Linked DNA regions of Rattus norvegicus: region 2 is linked to region 1. The links are chromatin contacts, called in public Hi-C maps. All regions are on one chromosome and are shown on one strand. Each heading gives the region's core, a stretch centred on a gene start, on an enhancer-like site or on the middle of the called end of the contact. The rest is flanking DNA. Distances are from core to core; before and after follow the strand shown.

Region 1 (5,263 bases), core at 1,912-4,411:
AATTTCAGAAAGGAGAACTGTTAGCGAAAAGCTGTAACTCTCATCTGCTGATGCTACACTATCAAAAGAATCTGCTAAACCACCATCTTTATTTTATACTTTGAGGAATTCTGTACTCAAATGAAAAGTTCCCAAGTAGCTGGGGTAGCTTATAAAAGAACTTACTTTTTAAAAATGCTTCTATGTATTTAGTATAAATGTTTAGAATAGTGAGGAGAGGCTGGAGACACAGCTTGGCTGGCTTGGCTTTCCCTAACACCACAATAAAAACTGACCACGTTCTGAATGCCCTTAGCACTTGGGAGGCGGGAGGCAGGAAGATCAGAAGTTCAAGGTCATCTTGGCTACAGATAAGTCTGAGGACCCCTTAGGCTTGAAAAGGGAGGGGTGGGGGCTGGGGATTTAGCTCAGTGGTAGAGCGCTTACCTAGGAAGCGCAAGACCCTGGGTTCGGTCCCCAGCTCCGAAAAAAAGAACCAAAAAAAAAAAAAAAGAAAAAAAGAAAAGGGAGGGGTGGCTAAGACTAAAAATGATCAGGAAATCTGCTATATATTAATCACAAATAGTGGTATTTATTCGCTGTTCACTGCCATCAACTGTTCCCTCACATATCTGACTAAGTGTGCAGAAACCAACCAGAACTAACAACTACCAAAACAAAGCCCTCCTACCAAGGGCCCAGAGACTGAACAGGCCTAGGCTGTAATTCAATGCTATGTTAGAACCCTGTGTTTAGCAGCCCCCAGGAGGAAGAGATTAGGTAATCTCTGTGAGATGAGGCCAGCCTGGTCTACAAAGCTTCAGGCCAACATTAGCTACACTGTGAGACTTCTCAAACAAACAAGCAAACAAACAACAACAAAAAGGGTGAGCTTAGCATGTGCAACACCCTGGACTCAACCCCAGCATAGATAACACAGCTGCTAACAAGCAGGAGACCTTAAGGCATCACCGTGGATTTAAAAGGACGGGATGCGGGGACTTGCTGAGGAGAGACCGGAGGGGAGGCATTTGAAATGTAAAATAAAAAAAATAAATAAAATAAAATAAAAACCTTTCCCTATGTTTCTGTAAGTGAACAAGAAATTAATGAAACATTGAATCTCTAGAACTCTTATAAACACAGAAGAGAGTTATTTCAGTCTCAAGACAGCCCAATTCCTTAGTGAACTTTCAAAAGTGCAAGTCATTATGGAACCTCGCTAGGATGCTGGATCACCCCTTTGCTGAAAAGAAATGAGTCCTGTGCAGACACTTGTTCCATCCCACCCTTGATCCAAGATGGACAGATAGGAGAAAAACAAATCACCAAAGACAGAGAAAGATGAAAACTTAGGATTTTGTTTTTGTAAAGAGAAACCATGACTCATGGTTTTTGTGTGTTTTTATACTGAAATCACTAATTTCAATACACAAACTGTACAACCAAAAATATAAAAGAATTAGCTAGGGCCAAACTACTCAAAATCTTTAAAAAACATAGGTTAAAATTTATTTTAACAAAATGTATTTGCACATACCCACAAAAGACTAAAAAAGTGGGGGTCAAGGGGCTCACAGGGGCTCTGCAGAGGCAGAAGGATCCCAGCTGACTTTCGGGCCTGTTTCAATTTTTCTATAATTACATGGACTTTTGGACCAAAATATTCCATGCAGGAATAAACACAAACTTCGACGTAAAGGAAACAACCTCGGCCACACGAACACTCTATAGTCACTAACAGCATACTGTTTTAAACATTCCGTGTGGATTCAAGAAAAATACTTTGCTGCCTTCTAGATGCAGGCCCAAACCAAGGCCACGTTAAACATTTTGTAATTAAGAATAGCCTTTAAGCGATACGTTGTATCTGGATACAAACTATCGAAAAGGGCAGCCACACTGGTTTTCTAACCCAGCCCAAAGCCTTAGGAACTCTAAGGAATTTGCAAGCAAATCTTCTCAGACCACCTGATTCAATCCCCTTAATAAGGGCTACTCTCCTAGACAGCACATCTGGATTCCTAAGGATACACCACACCCATTCACCAGCGTGCACACATGCTCCCCAGATGCTACAAAGTGGTTTACAGGACTCAAGAAGGAAGGAATCCTGTAAGCAAGCTCCAGATACCAGATGAATCTACGGATGTAGAGCGTCTCTCTACTGGAAGACACAACTCAGCTTTTTTTCCTCCTTCCCCGACTAGGTAAGCAAGAGTTCTTAAATCTTTGAAACCAGACTTAAATGTTACAGGGCTGTCATTAGGGTCATGTAAGCAACAGTTTCAAGCCATGATCAGCAAAACAAGCAATTCTGATTGGAAACTGGTTATGTTGAGTCTAGTCAAAGGTCCGGTACTAGCTGGTGACCTTGGACCAGCCACGGGACTAGGTTTCTTGGTTTGTAAAATAGGGAGGGAGATACACCCACTCAGCAACGATGCTGTGAGGCCAATGGAGGCCTATGCGTAGGCAGCCAGATAGCAGAGATGCTGGGTGCCCAGGGCCTGCCCACTCCGGGTCCCGCCAACGCACCGGTACCCGAGCCCACCGAGGGGCCAGCACCTAGGCTGCCCTAGACAGATTCTTCCCAAAGCGAGCTATGCTTGGACACGAATCGAAACCAAAAAAGCTCATGTGACTTTGGAGGCATGGATGCGGCCCTGTGCCCAGCCGGGACCGGGAGACGCGGTCTCCACCCAACTCGGCCATCTTGAGAAGCCGCGGAGACAAAGCGACCCCACTGTGCGGGCGCTAGCGGTCCCGGCACCCTAGCTGCTCCACGCGACTTGGGAGGGGGCGCCGCGCACCTTTGAGGGTGGAGCGCTCCACCAGGACCGTGTGGACCTGCGGGTCTGACAGGAACTTGCGCATCTGCTCCAGGGCGCTCTTCTCCTCCAGCGCCGCCTCCAGCGCAGCCGGCGCGTCGCCGCCGTCCTCCAGCAGCAGCGGAACCAGCTTACGAAGGTGCTTCTGCAGCACCGACACGTCCGCCACATTCTGCACCGCGGACACCTCCAGGCCGGCCGAGCCGTCCTCACCGCCGCCGGTCTCCGACATGGCGGATCCGCGGAAGGGAGAGAGATAGAGAAGAGAGAGAGAGAGAGCCGAGAAGAGCTACCTCCGGAACGAGGGAGCAGTGAGCGAAAGAAACCGGCGACAGAAGACGCTGTGTCCGCTAGCCCGCGGCCGACTGCGGACAGCGGAGCCGGCTCCGCCCTAAAGGCCACCGCTCCCGCCGGCCCCGCCCCGCCCCGCCCGCTGGCTGCAGCCACCGGCGCCCGCTCGCGGTCGGCGTCGCGACGTTACGCATGCGACTGGAGGCGGGGCTAGGTGCGGCGCCGCGTGGCCTTTTGGGACTTGTAGTCGGAGTGCTGGGTGGGGACCATTTCTCTCTTCCCCGGAGTGGTCCAGGAACCGTGTCTGGCTCCATTGCCAGGTGGCAGAGAATATCACAGAGCCAGCCCCTCAGGCTCCATAAATAGGGGCGTCCCCACAGTGACCTCGCTAAACTGTCAAGGGAGAGGATGGAAAGGGCGATGTTCTTAGCTGAGGAACTGGAGTCTAAGGAAGAGAAGGTTATGTATGGGTGGAGCAGCAACTGCTCTGCAGTCTAAGGTTAGGCTTAAAGAAACCTGGATAACATCCAGCTGTGATGGGCCCTGGATTCTGAACACAGCGTCATTTACCAAGCAAGGGTGATATGACTGAAACAGGAGGATTCATATGAATGAATCTACTGACAACAGTATGCTCCTCCCCAAGCCCTGAACCTGCACACCACTGCTCTGTGGGTTCAAGAATCTGGGTCGGCAGGAGGTAGGGGCTTGGATGCCTCCCAACTAAGTTTCCTTGCATCTGACCCATCACCCCTCCTCCCATACAGGGAGGACAAAAAGGCCAGAATCTAGATGTTTACTTTCTTGGGGATAGTAACTGGCCTTTGAAAGTTCAGATCATAACTTGCCTGTTCAATTGGGAAGAGGGAACTAAGCCAAAGTGATCTTTAAAAATATAATAATGCCGAGTTAGAAAGCTGAGTCCTGATTGGTGGGACGATGATGGGATGACTTGATTTTCCCAAATCATCTTTGGCAAATGGAGAGCCCTACAATATGCTTATTCCTTGCACAATTGCCCAGTGCCAGGTCCCAGAGGCAGCTGATGGAGCCCAGAAACTACTTATATGATTCTTCTAGAGAGAGAGAGAGAGAGAGAGAGAGAGAGAGAGAGAGAGAAACAGATACATATCCCTGTCCTCCCTCCATCAGCCCACTCCCACTCTAGTATAATATGTCCAAGAAGTCGTAAATAGTCCTGCAGAGGGGAGAGGACAGACCCAAAGCTACCGGGGCAAGCTGTTACTGTGGAAATGCGGATGTACCAGCAGTGACCAATACCTGCATAACCTCAGAGATAGGAACAAGGACAAAAAGCCCGAGATTCAGAAACCTGCAGGGACTCGGTGGGGGTGGGGCTGATCGCACACTGGCTGCACTGTGAGTCAGCATATGGGAAGTGCCGTCATTCAGTCATCCAAGGGACTCTCTCATCTGCAACCTGGCTCCAAGTCAAGGAACAGATAACAGGCTCAGACTTTGGATTACGATCATTTTTTCAAAGAAGACAACAGAAACGATCTGTTTACAAGGATTTACAAACAGACCAAACCTGCTTGCTTTTTTTTTTTAAATAAAAAATATACTAAATGTGTCTGTTTTTTGAATATAGTGAGAATAGGTCTGCTGCACACAGGCTGCTGAAATTTCTAAGGGCGTCATCCCAGAGGCCGGCCAGGCTGAGACGGGGCTAACTAACGAAAAAGCAGGGCTTGCCTGAAGATGCCCTCCTGCCTCGTGGCACAGCACTCGGCTGATCCAGGGTGGGGATGGGACCCTGGCCATCCCGTGGTCTCCTGCCCATGAAAGCATCTGCTTTCAGTCGTTGCGAGGAGCTGGGAGAAGCGTTTCTTTCCTGATGTGGGATGCTGGTGGCTGCTGTAGTACATACAGTTTTGTCATACATGTGCGATGCACTGTGTAGTGATCTTACCCAACATCTCTTTAAAATACCATGTGAAGTGTGGTAAAGATACTACTTGGTGTCAGGCTCTTTCTCCTCATTCTGCTCCCTCCCTCAACCCCTGGACAGCACACAATCTCTCAGTGGGACGGCCATCAAATCAGCATCTCCAGGCTGTGTTTCCATACACCCCTTCTCTATGTACTCACTATATACATAGTACATGCTGTCTTAAAACTTGAGTAATCGTCCTATCTTG
Region 2 (5,204 bases), core at 854-3,353, 69 kb before region 1:
TTTCGTTTTCCTGAGACAGAGTCTCACAAAGCCCAGGTTGGCTCACTATGTAAATGAGAACGACCTTGAACTCCTGACCCTCCCTCTCCCGATGCTGGGATTCAAGGCAGAGGTTCACATTGCACTGCCAAGCTGGGCTCCTTTCCTCTGTTAGCCTCTCTCACCTTTAAGATGCCCACAAGTCCTGTGTTCGGGAGGGTATGGTAGGGCCGGTCTTTTGCTTGCTTCCCAGGTTTCAGAATGGGGTCTGGGAGCCCAGTTTGGGAAGGCAGGATTTATTGCTGGAAAGCATCCCATGTGCCTGTGTAACTGAGGCACTTTCCACAGGGCGTAGCAGCTGCTCGGAGGGAGGATCTGGAGAAACTGAGGGACATGAGACTCCACAGAGGTTTGTAGCGCCGCTTCCTCGGTACTTACATTTTACGTGTGTGAGTAATCTCCTGACTTATGTCTGTGGAGCAGAGCGGGATCGGATCCTCTGGAGCTGGAGTTACTTCCGGGCGGGTGCTGGGAGCCGAGCCTGAGTCCTCTGAAGGAGCAGCAAGTGCTCTTAACACTGAGCCAGCTCTCCAGGCCCATCTTTAGCCCCCCCCTTTTTTTTTGGTTCTGTTTTTCGGAGCTGGGGACCGAACCCAGGGCCTTGCGCTTGCTAGGCAAGCACTCTACCACTGAGCTAAATCCCCAACCCCTACAGTTTATTTTTAAACTTTTAAAAAGATTTTTTTATGTATATGAGTACACTGTAGCTGTTTTCAGACACACCAGAAGACGGCATCAGATCGCATTACAGATGTTGTGAGCCACCATGTAGTTGCTGGGATTTGAACTCAGGACACCTAGGAAGAGCAGTCAGTGCTCTTAACCATTGAGCCATCTCTCCAGCCCATTTTTAATCTTTTAAAAGAGAGGGTCTCAGATAGACAGGATGGCTCTCTGTGTGGAGCACGTTCTCTTGTGCTCTGATGTCCCCAACCCGTATTTCCCACAATGCGGAGCTAGGCAAGTGCTGAACTGTTTTGTACCCACAATCCTAGGGGCTTTTTGTTGTTTTTGAGGAAGGATCTCATGTAGCCCAGGCAGGCCTCTTACCAAGGATGACCTTGAACCTCTGATCCTCCTGCGCTGAGTGCTGGGTTTTCAAACCCCTGCCACCACTCTTTGTTTCGTAGGTGCTAGGGCTGAGTCCAGGGTCTAGCATGTGCTAAGTAAGCACTGGATGGACCAAGCCCTTGCTTTTGTTTTTGACATAGGGTCTTGCTATTTATCTCAAGCTGGCCTTGACCTTCTATGTAGCCCAGGCTAGCCTTGAGCTCATGTTCCTCCTGCCTCAGCTGCCTCATATTTACAGAGAATCTGGAGGAAGGACAGCCTGAGCTACAGGGTGGGATCAGATGTTGTTTAAAAAATTCTTCTCCCTGTGGCCTGCCCTTCCTTCCCTATGCTCTAGACCCTCTGACAGGGGTTTTGTCCTTTGGCTTGGTCTCCTTAGTTAAGTGACAGTCTACGTGCCTGGCCTCGAGGGATGGCCAGCCTGAGGCCCAGCCGACCCACCTGCATCAGGGCAGCGTTCAGTGCAGCTGGCTTTCGCAAGTGGCAGAGACACTCACGCCATCGCCTTCAGGTGCCCAGCAAGCGTGGGGGGCGTACATGTGGGAAATACCCATTCCTAACTTTTGGATCCCTTCCTCCCTTACTAAAACTAAAAGTAGGGTTGGGGATTTAGCTCAGTGGTAGAGCGCTTGCCTAGCAAGCGCAAGGCCCTGGGTTCGGTCCCCAGCTCCGAAAAAAAGAAAGAAAGAAAAAAAACAAAAACAAAAACAAAACTAAAAGTATTTAAACGCCAGTATTCTTTTATTAAGAAAATGAACACTACCTTCCTTGGTGGCCTAGGGCAAAAGTGTTGGACCACCAGAGGCCAGGCCTGGGCTCCTCTGTGGGTTTTTTAGGCCTCGCTTTTGCATGCGAGGGGGGAACCAGTTGAGAAGGAAAGTTTAGTGCCCTCCAGCTCCTGGATTTGGGCCCAGAAGCAGTGCCAAGGTGCTGTCTGCCCACTGTGCCAGGGAAGGGCTCCCTGCCTGCCAGGCTTGGACCTTGTCCCCTTACCAGGTTTCGTGTTAGCATGCCCTGTGGTGTGGCCAGCGAGCATCCCATGCTCGGGGTTAAGGTGGCAGGGCGGAATCTGCATCAAGCTTTCCCCTCACAGATCAACTCCAGAAGGAACCTCATGGACTTTGCTGAAGGCATCTGGAGAGAGGTATGCACAGGCCTGGCCCAAACCCCTTGGGTCCAGAAGCCTGAGGGACATGCCTCCTATCTCTGCCTGTGAGTGCCGGGATGATAGATCATGCCACAGCCAGACAGGAACAGGATAGAGCAAGGAAAAACAGACAGGAAGTTTTAACCTCCACAGCCAAGGTCAGGGACTCCCCAGAGGCCTGGCCATGCACCCTTAAGAGGAGTTTGCTGTAGCAGGTGGTGGTGGCGCACACCTGTTATCTCAGCACTGCAGAGTCTGAGGCAGGAGGATATAAAGTTGAAGGGCAGCCAGGGCTAAGAGACCCCGCCTTATAATGTTCTGGAATGACATATTTCCGTAAGTCTGAGTACTTTGTCACAGTATTCAAGGACTTGGAAGAAGGTGGCGATGGCCTGGAGATAGCCTTCCATGTGGCTGTGAGCCAAGCTGGGTGTGGTGGTACAGACTTTTGATTCCCAGCACTTGGGGGGTGGGGAGGCAGGTGGATTTTGAGTTTGAGGCCAACCTGATCTACATAGGTTGCTCCAGGCCAGCTAAGGTTATATAGTGAGCCCACCTCAAAAACCCAAAACCCAACAAAATAGATGTAGCGCAGTGGGTAAGACGCTTGCCCAGCGTTTATGAGCATCTGGGTTTGACCCTCAGAACAGTCCCTTGATGGGAGGCAGAGGCAGGAGGGTAGAAGGACGGTAGGAAGGCCAGGGTCACCTAGGCTAGTGTCAGGTGGAGACCTTGTCCTTTTTGGGTTTCGGTGCAAGGCAAAGCACACACATTTGCCATCAGTGATGGAGACGTTTTGTTTACATATTCATTGCCACCCACTGCCTCAGAAACTCTATTTTGTGGACGGGCCTTGGATGTAGCCAAACACTCAAACTTTTGTCACAGTTTTTAGACCCTTATGATGGAGACTCAGAGGATACCCCAGGTCATTCCAACTACCGAAGCTGCCGCCAGCGTGCTTACCGCCTCCTGGGTGACAGGAGCCGCAACTCACCTTCCTACACACTGAGGTTCAAGACTGCTGAGGAGACCATCTCGGAGGACTCGGTCCCAAAAGCTCCAGACCTCACCATGAGAACCTCTGGCTGGACCCCCATAACCCTGGAAGCCAGCGATGTCGACATGCAGCCCGAGGGTGAACTAAAGGCACTCGGCCCCCGAGAGGCCAACGGACATCCTGGCAGGCTGTCCCCATCACCAGAGGACTGGAGGATGACAAGGGCTGCCAGCCCCCTCATCCCCGTGGAGAGCCCAGAGATAAGCAGACACCTGCTGAGCAGAGCCAGAGCCACCAGGCCCCCACCCAGGCTTGGGAGTGAGAGAGATAAGGGGTCCAGGCTGTCGATTTCCAAGAGAAAACTGGAGCTCCTACTTGGAGAGCCTGAGATAATTAAGAGGAAGAAGAAGTACGTGGCCCAACCCAGGGGCCCAAGTTAGATCAGGGAAGGGGTACGGGGCTGGCACAGAGCCAGGGACTCACGCCAAACTCCCAGTGATAAGCAGTAAACACCCCACCCCCCATTCTGGCATAAAAAACGGGCAGGTGGGAATGCTGGGATAGCTGAGAGGGTCAGGGTGCTTGCCGCAAAGCCTGTGGACCGGAGTTCAATCCCTAGGACATGGTGGGAGGAAAGAACCAACATTCATAGGAACACATAATGGAGTGTGTGTGTGTGTGTGAGAGAGCGTGTGCGTGCACATGCGCATGTGTACGTGTGTATGAGCACACATACACACAGTAAAACATATTTAACAGTAGGTTGCAATTCAGGGATGGGTCCAAGTGCCCTTCCCTGGGCTGCCCACCCCCACCTCAGGATCTGTTCCATTCCCTGGCAGTCTGCCTGCCCGTCCCTGAGTGTTGGATCAGAGGCTGAGGTGGGGGCAGATCCCTTCCTGTTCCTTGTGTGTTCAGAAGTCCCTCGCTGCCTGCTGCCTTCGTGTCATCTGGCAGCAGGGTTCCCTAACAGTCAGCTTGGTCATGGGAGCGGTTTCTCCCAGTTCTGCTTTTGGCAGCTTGTCCACTGAACTTTCATTTTCTTTCTGGTAGGTAAGGAAGCTGAGCACAAGTCTGGTGCTGCTGCTGAGTCTGGGCCTCCTCTCCAAGTCATGTCCTCCCCATGGCGGCAGGACAAGGTTCCCAAGTGCAAATAAAAATGGCACCACAAGGAGGTGCCCATTCTTGGCAGGGCATGTCTCCACCTCTGGGTGCTGTTGGGGCCATTTCCAGGACTGGTTAGGGGTGCACATCAGTGCCCCAGGTGGCTCTGTCAGTGAAGACACAGGGCTGGTGGCCACTGTCCAGTAAGACCCTTCCAACTGCAGGGCATAGGGGTGGGCTGGTACTCTCAGTGGAGTGCAGTTATGGGGCTGGGGTGAGCCTCGTATTCCCATGATCCCCACGGACTCAGACAGTATCCTCTGTGCCCGTCCCCAGGTGTTCCTCAGAGGATGTCCGCTTGGGGCTCTTGTGTTTACTGCCTGAGGGCTGGGTCACTTCCTCCTGCAGAGGAACCTGCTGTGTCCTCTCCCAGAGAAGGGATAGGACAGTGCCCCTCTGTGCTCAGGAGTCCTTACAGCTATGACAACAGCCTCTGCCCACCCTGTGCCACACAGTCATAGAGGGTTTTAGAGACTGAGATGCCAGGACTATTCTGTCACCTTTCCTGTGGGGCGAGGCCACTCTCTCACCACAGGTGGTACAGAAATGAAGTGTGGGACAATGGACTGGTGTCAGGCTTGTGTCTGAGAGACAGCTGCCGCTGGGCCTCAGGGATGAAGCGCAGTCTCCTGGCCTCCCTCAGCTTGCTGCTTCTGCATCTGTGACCATGGTGACAAAGGCGAGGTGGGCACAAGGATTCCCACAGCAGACAGAGCAGAGTGGAATGAGGCAGGAGCCCATCATGCTTAGTGTTTTATTTAATAAAACCAGCCATTTGGTCAG

The links. Hi-C and Micro-C count contacts between places; a contact is called where the count stands out from the background.
Region 2: a contact with region 1 is called in a Hi-C map of liver, with 2.8 times the contacts expected there. The contact joins the enhancer-like site here to the promoter of Dync1h1 in region 1. A contact is called at or near these places in 4 of 12 Hi-C or Micro-C datasets (hepatocytes, kidney and liver).

What each region holds. Positions count from the first base shown.
Region 1 is chr6:135,434,376-135,439,638 of GRCr8, reverse strand. Dync1h1 (dynein cytoplasmic 1 heavy chain 1) reads right to left here and starts at 3,161. Exons shown (of 78, transcript NM_019226.3): 1 at 2,793-3,161. The coding sequence starts at 3,042. It overlaps LOC120103624 (a long non-coding RNA gene), which reads left to right and starts at 3,272. Exons shown (of 2, transcript XR_005506332.2): 1 at 3,272-5,263.
Region 2 is chr6:135,502,075-135,507,278 of GRCr8, reverse strand. It overlaps 1700001K19Rikl (RIKEN cDNA 1700001K19 gene like), which reads left to right. Exons shown (of 6, transcript NM_001134526.1): 2 at 328-388; 3 at 1,448-1,621; 4 at 2,204-2,254; 5 at 3,146-3,666; 6 at 4,311-4,447. The coding sequence starts at 1,523. The coding sequence ends at 4,314. It overlaps Dync1h1 (dynein cytoplasmic 1 heavy chain 1), which reads right to left. Exons shown (of 78, transcript NM_019226.3): 78 at 5,163-5,204. Among named protein-coding and RNA genes, the nearest start is that of 1700001K19Rikl, 10 kb to the left of the region's middle. Within about 2 kb of position 2,103, at least 5 of the 93 cell types and tissues checked have an H3K27ac peak or open chromatin away from gene starts, as enhancers often do. A contact at or near this core is called in hepatocytes, kidney and liver, where this site is marked.